2 separate regions of the Hordeum vulgare genome follow, and region 1 is linked to region 2. Evidence: chromatin contacts called from public Hi-C data. All regions are on one chromosome and are shown on one strand. Each heading gives the region's core, a stretch centred on a gene start, on an enhancer-like site or on the middle of the called end of the contact. The rest is flanking DNA. Distances are from core to core; before and after follow the strand shown. Region 1 has its middle 280 kb from the start of LOC123448430. Region 2 has its middle 350 kb from the start of LOC123448430.

Region 1 (3,286 bases), core at 781-3,280, 70 kb before region 2:
CCTCTATATGGGCCTTAAGTCACCATATTTGTGTCTTGGGCTATAGCCGGCTCTTCTGGCTCCGCCTTGTGCCTTCAGCTTCTTAAGTCATGGCCCATCTTGAACATGAATGTTGAGCCGCCATCATCTTGACCCGGCCTCTTGGGGCGGGTCTCATGGCGGGATAATATCCCCAACACACAATGAAGGTAGAACATCAAAATCTAGCAGGTCTACTTCATCCTTTGCCTATACCCGAGGGGAAATTCAGTCACTTGGAGATGGATTTCATAACCGGGTTTCCCAAGTCCAAGAGGGGAAACGATGCCATCTTTGTGGTCTTCGATAAGTTGACTAAAGTTACTAATTTTCTTCTAGTCAAAGAATCTATCCCGGAAGCTCAGCTCGCAGAGCTATGCACTTCAAGGATAGTTTCTTTGCACGGTGTTCCTACGCTCATTTCTTGAGATCATGGAAGCATCTTCACTACCAAGTTATGGGATTCCTTTCAGACTGCAATGAGCACCAAGGTCTGTTTCAGTACTGCCTTTCATCCTCAAACTAGTGGTCAAGTTGAGAGAGTCAATCAAATCCTTGAAGATATGCTCAGAGCTTGTGTGATTTCTTTTGGCATGAAGTGGGGAAACTGCCTCCCGTTTGCCGAGTTCTCATACAACAAGAGTTGTCAAGCAAGTTCAGGCAAGGCCCTTCCGAGATTCTATATGGAAGGAAGTGTCGTACCCCGCTCAATTGGTTAGAAACTGGTGAGTGTCAGATTCTAGGGAATGACATGATCACTGAAGTAGAAGAAATGTGCCATGTCGTTCGGGATAATCTCAAAGCTGCTCAATCCCATCAGAAGAGCTATTATGATAGCAAGCATCATGACATGACTTTTATGATCGATGATTTGGTCTATCTCAGGGTGTCTCCAATGAAGGGCATTCAACGCTTTGGCATCAAAGGAAATCTTGCTCCATGCTTTGTGGGTCCTTTCAAAGTTATTGGCCAAGAGGTGACCTTGCTTATCAGCTAGATCTTCCACCCAATTTCTTCAATGTGCATGATGTGTTTCACGTCTCTCAGCTTCGGAGGTGTTTCTAGACTCCCTAGCGCACCGTTAACTTCCAAGACATTTATCTCTAGAGAGACCTTTCCTATCATGAGGATCCAGTTGCTATTCTTGAAGAGACCGATCACAGTAGTCGCAACAAGTCTATCAAATTCCTCAAAGTTAAATGGACACACAATTCCGAAAAAGAAACCAGTTGGGAATGCGAGGACCTTCTCCGTTCTCGATATCCAGAGTTCTTTCAATCCTAGATCTTGGGTCAAGATCCTCTTGTATTGTGGGAGAGTTGTAACAGCCCAAGTGCATTCCCTTGTAACCTTTATAATATATTCATGTATGACCTCCATGTTTGCTCTCATGTGTGTTGGGTTTAATAAATTTGTTTCATATCATTCTTTTATGCATCATGGCATCATCACATAAATTATGTGTTGCATCATAAGCTTGTGTGCTTGTGGTGGTGTGAGTGTATGTGTGGAGAGGTGTGCTTGCAAGTCAGTTTGTGTGAGTGGATGCTCTCCCAAACCCCTTTAAAAACTATGCCTAAAAACCCTTTTAATTCCAATGCTACATATGTGGTGATTTTACTTGCCCTTTTCCACTCAAAAAAATGTTCCACTTCTTCTAAATAATCTGACAAACATTTCAAAATTAGCTCTCAACCATGTTGTGCGATAATTGCCTTTTGAATCTTGCAAAATAGATTCCTATATTAAAGTTATGTGATTAGTTTATTTGCTCTAAAAATTCCCAAACTATTTTTTGTTAATGGAGCTTATTTTTGTGAGTGCCAACCTATTTTTGTTTCTCATAAATTCTCTTTCAAACTCCATGGAATTTTAATTCTTATTGCCATTTTAATTTAAAATAAAACCCTTTGTTTCCGAGTGTGAGAGAGATCCAGCCCACCTGGGCCTCTCCTCCTTGCCTTCCCTGGCCCAACACGCATGCATCGCAGCCAACTCATTTGCCTCAAGCCAGCCCAACCACCCACGTGCATAGCTGTGCTCGTCTTCAACTTGTACCACTCCCATCAGGGAATGCCACGTCGACGAACTCTCTGATTTGAAGGCCGTCGATGTCCATAGAAACCTATAACAGCTGTCCTAGACCTAACCCTAGAACCCCTCATCCCATTCCACCCTTCTCCTCACCCTGCCGCCGCAGGTAAGCCTATCCCATGCCATAGCCACAGACATTCCCGCCATGCTCCGGCAAACCTTGTGCTTGCTCTCATGGTGACCTCCTCGTCGCGCATCTGGCGCTCTCGTGTCGCGGGAAGGAATATTCTTCACCGACATCCAAGGAAGTGCCAAGGCTGTAGATCATCATCGTCCGGAGACTCTTCTTCCTCTACTTCACGGACATGAAGACCCGCTGAGTTCGTCGCCTCGTCGCCGTCGCACCGTCGTTCCCTATGTCATCTTTCCATGTCCTAGGTACGGGACGTATACCCCTTCTTCCATTCCGCTCATCCTCATCGTTTTTCACATCATGTGCGTGTCGTTCCTTCCATGTCAATCTCGTGTCCTCGATGCTCGGTCGGAGAGACAGTGTACTCGTACTAATTTTTTTTGCATGCTAGTTCTTGCTCCCCGCGCGTCGTGTCTTGTCCCGCGCATGTAGGCAGTTCGCCTTCTCCCCTATTGCCTCGCCACACACCCTCCATACCTCACGTGCCTCGCCATGGCCCTGAGCCGAGTAAGAGCTAGAGCTCGAGCACCCCGACTTCCTCTAACCCCTGCGCCAGGCAGCCACTCCAAAGCCGTGAATGGAATCCCCAGGAAATCCCGTAGCCCCGCCGGTGAATTCCAACTCCGGTGGTTGCCGCCGGTGCCGCCAACACGTCGTTGTCCTTCTCCTGCTTGAGGTAGAAGAAAGCTAGGGACTAGCACAAAAACAAAACCGACGCCTCTTTTGTTCAGGACACTCCGTCCCAGGTTCGAATCCTGACAGCGGCCCCTTTTCCAATTTGTTTTCCTAACCTGACAATGAGCGCCGGACCCACTTGTTGCCCACATAATGCCAGTGGGCCCCCCTTTTTCTTATTTTGTTCTAGCGCCTTTTTTCTTTGTTTTGAGTAATTGCCATTTTAGGAAGGTGCCCAAATCTGGACATGGCTAGACCTGGCAGCTGCCATATTTGGCAAGTAATGACTTATAATAATAAAGCAGCGACTGTTTCTGCCGTACGTCGTGGATATTTTACAAAAAAGGCCCTGTATTTTCAAGTAAT
Region 2 (3,217 bases), core at 221-2,720:
TGTATGAGGGCCATGTGATTTGGCTGCTCGTTGCATGCCTCCATGACAAAAGGGAAATTCCCATGCTCGGCCACCTTCTTTGGGGAGCTTATGAAGATGGAAGGGTCGCCCTTTCTTATAGGCCTTGAAGGTGGCACCGAAGCTTCTAGATGTTGAGCATCACATGGTATCCCCATGGATACATCGTCAACACCTAAAGCTCCAAATGGTCCATGACAAGAGCACATGGAGGTGACATAGAAACTGAGGTGACATCTCTTGTCGGGTATATACCCCGCAGTGTAACCCGACTTGAAGTATGACCCGCCATGGACTTGGCGACTCACCGACGACTCAGCAGTGACCTGGCGGGGAACTCATACTTGACCCTACAGGCGACTTAGATAAATGCCGAAGGCCCAAGGCCCGGTGTACAACCTCGCATAAGGCGGCTCATAGGGAGACCAGGAGGGTCGGCTCACAAGAGAAGGCCCAGGAAGAGGAGAGACTCCCTCACAAAGGAAACAAGACGCGGATTAGGATTCAAGAGAGACTAGTCCTATTCCTATTCCTAGTAGGACTCTACATGTAAACTTATCCCTTCCACCTATATAAGGAGGGATAAGGTGTCCCAAGAGGGACAAGTTAAGTTATACAGATTGATAAGTTTAAGCAATTAGAGATTAGAGGTGATGAGTCTGCACCTTTATAATCAGGGATCATCATCTTCATCAATGAAACACAAGCATGACGTAGGCTTTTATCTTCATCGGAGGGGCCGAACCTGGGTAAACTCGCGTCTCTCGATTCTGACCAACCCCTCTCAAGCCGCCACATGGTTGTGATGGCCTCACACCTAAGTCCTTGCACGAGGACATATACCGTGACGAAACCACGAAATTTGACACGCACCGTGGGGCCGATCGTACGGTGATGTTGTGTTCTTCAAGGAAAAAAATTTCAAGGATCGAGAAGTTCATGATTGATCGAAGGAAGATTATCCAACACGGAAAGATGACGCAAGATAAACCTGTCGTGTGACAATTTCGGTCGAAGCTACTGATAGTATAGTATAAGATTTGAGTGAAATAGAAATTAGGGTGACAACTTGCGCGCCGTCGTCGAGACTGATCAGGGGGAAGCTGTCAAGAGGTCAACTCCATGAAAAAATAAACCACCACGTGGAGATGGACACGGAGAAGGACGCAGACACGGATTGGAACAAAAACAATCTCCTGACCGATCCTAGGATTAGGGAGCAAGGGTTCCGGCCGGCCCGATGGATGAGGCACAACCTTCTTGGCAACTCCTTTTCCTGCGCGGCGCTGCGCAGTCTGTACCTCGGTACTGCAAGCTCGACCTTGCATCCATTCCAGCCTCCCAGCGGTTCGCCGCTCCGCTGCGCCGACTCGTTGCCGCGCCTCACCATACCAGCCACTAGGCATCTCCCATTCATCCATGTCCACAGCACCTACCCATCAACCCATGCATCCATCACGAAAGCATACATCCATCCATGTCCACGACACATATCCATCAACCCATGCATCCATCACGAAAGCATACATCCATCCACCACCAAAATACACATCATATCCACCTCTCATGAGTGGGAGGAGAAATCGCATCGGGTGGAGGAGTCCAGAGAGGACGCTTGTGCAGGCGGCCGAGCCTCTCCGTACACCAGCTTGACCTCGCCTCAAGTCGTCGTTGCACCTTGAGCGTCGGTGGTGCCGGCCGCCATCCGCGTCTCGAGCCTCCATCGTACCTCGAGCCACCGTGCCGTCGGACACCACCTCGCCCGGCTCCACTTCACCTCGTTGCCGACGGTGCACCTCTAGCCACGCGCCCATGCAAGCTCCATCCGTCGTGGCTAATCAGCTGGTGTCCGTGCACTTCGAACCCGCCGCGCCCGCATGCACTTCGCCTTCGCCATAGCCTCGCCTCCCCTGGGCCGCGACCTCGCCTCGCCACAGCAGTCGCCGCCGCCGCGGCTCCAGCTCGCCGGCTTGCCACAGGCCTCCATCTCCGCCTGGCCTTGTGTAGGCCATCGACCGCGACCTGACCTGGTCCAGAGCCGTCGCCCCGGCTCCGTTCGCCTCCCGCTGAGCCGCTACCTGCTGTCGTCGCCACCGCGGGGCTACGCCATGTGTCCGCTAACAGCCCCCCCTCCGCTCGCCCATATCGGGCCTGCTCCCGTGCTGCGCCGACAGGGCCCTGTCCGCCTCACCTGGCCACGCTGCGCTCCTCCTCTTGTGAGTCGCCACACTCCTCCTCGCCTAGACCAGCTCGTCCCGCTCACTAAGTCACCAGTGAGTCGCCCCTGTTGCCATAGATCCACCACACAACGCCGACTCGCCCCTGCTGTCTTTGCCTCGCGCGTGTCGCCGCGTTGCTATGCCCTCGCCGCGTCGCACCTTGCAAAAAGCCGGCCCGCCACCAAGCCATGTGCCACGCCACGCCGGCTGCAGCCACTCCATGACAACGCCGCCACCATGCACGGTTCCACCATCAAGTCGCTGCTCCGGCCGAGCCTCGCGTCGGTTGTAACAACCATTCGCTTTCGTACTATGTCACGCGTTGGTCAAACAAACGGCGTTTAATAGCTTGGGTTTGTTATACAAAAGACCGAGGAGAAAGAGTTGTTCAAAAAAAAGAAAAAAAATGGCTGTTGTGAGATTTGAGTGGTTCAAAGTTCATCTGGATATCCATCACACAAATTTTACGACTACAGTCCGATCAGTCAGAAAGACTCGCCAGATGATCTGCCACGGTTTGACTTAAACAGAGCCGGTCGACGGACATACACATAGCTGTTTCTCCGTCTACTATGGACACACAAAGAAAATACCAGGTGCTATCCGTTCCATATATTTTCTTAACGCATATTATTTTATATGAGCACACTTATTCCGGCTTGTAAATTTTTTATGCAGGACAATTCCTCGTTTCAAGGATGGTATTATATCCCGGAGATGGAGCGTGCGCATACACTTTTATGCACCGGTGTTCATCCATTTTGCATTGCCCAGCGAACTCGCACACCAAATGAGAACGCAGTGGTCAGCTCGCCATCAACACCGGCTAACAATGACGCGGCCAACTCTCACATTCGTGCAAACCAAGGCAGCTTACAATGAGGCGTCCAACTCTCACGTTCGTGCAAATCAAGGCAGCTTATAGTGACGCAGCCAACTTTCACATCCGCACAAACCAAGACGGTTTACAATGACGCGAC

What was found. Hi-C and Micro-C count contacts between places; a contact is called where the count stands out from the background.
Region 1: a Hi-C map of leaf shows a contact between it and region 2, with 2.8 times the contacts expected there. The contact joins two enhancer-like sites. A contact is called at or near these places in 2 of 6 Hi-C or Micro-C datasets (leaf and seedling).

The regions. Positions count from the first base shown.
Region 1 is chr4H:228,445,510-228,448,795 of MorexV3_pseudomolecules_assembly, reverse strand. No RefSeq gene overlaps it. Among protein-coding and RNA genes, the nearest start is that of LOC123448430, 280 kb to the left of the region's middle. Within about 2 kb of position 2,030, at least 3 of the 3 cell types and tissues checked have open chromatin away from gene starts, as enhancers often do. A contact at or near this core is called in leaf, where this site is marked.
Region 2 is chr4H:228,375,419-228,378,635 of MorexV3_pseudomolecules_assembly, reverse strand. No RefSeq gene overlaps it. Among protein-coding and RNA genes, the nearest start is that of LOC123448430, 350 kb to the left of the region's middle. Within about 2 kb of position 1,470, at least 1 of the 3 cell types and tissues checked has open chromatin away from gene starts, as enhancers often do. A contact at or near this core is called in leaf, where this site is marked.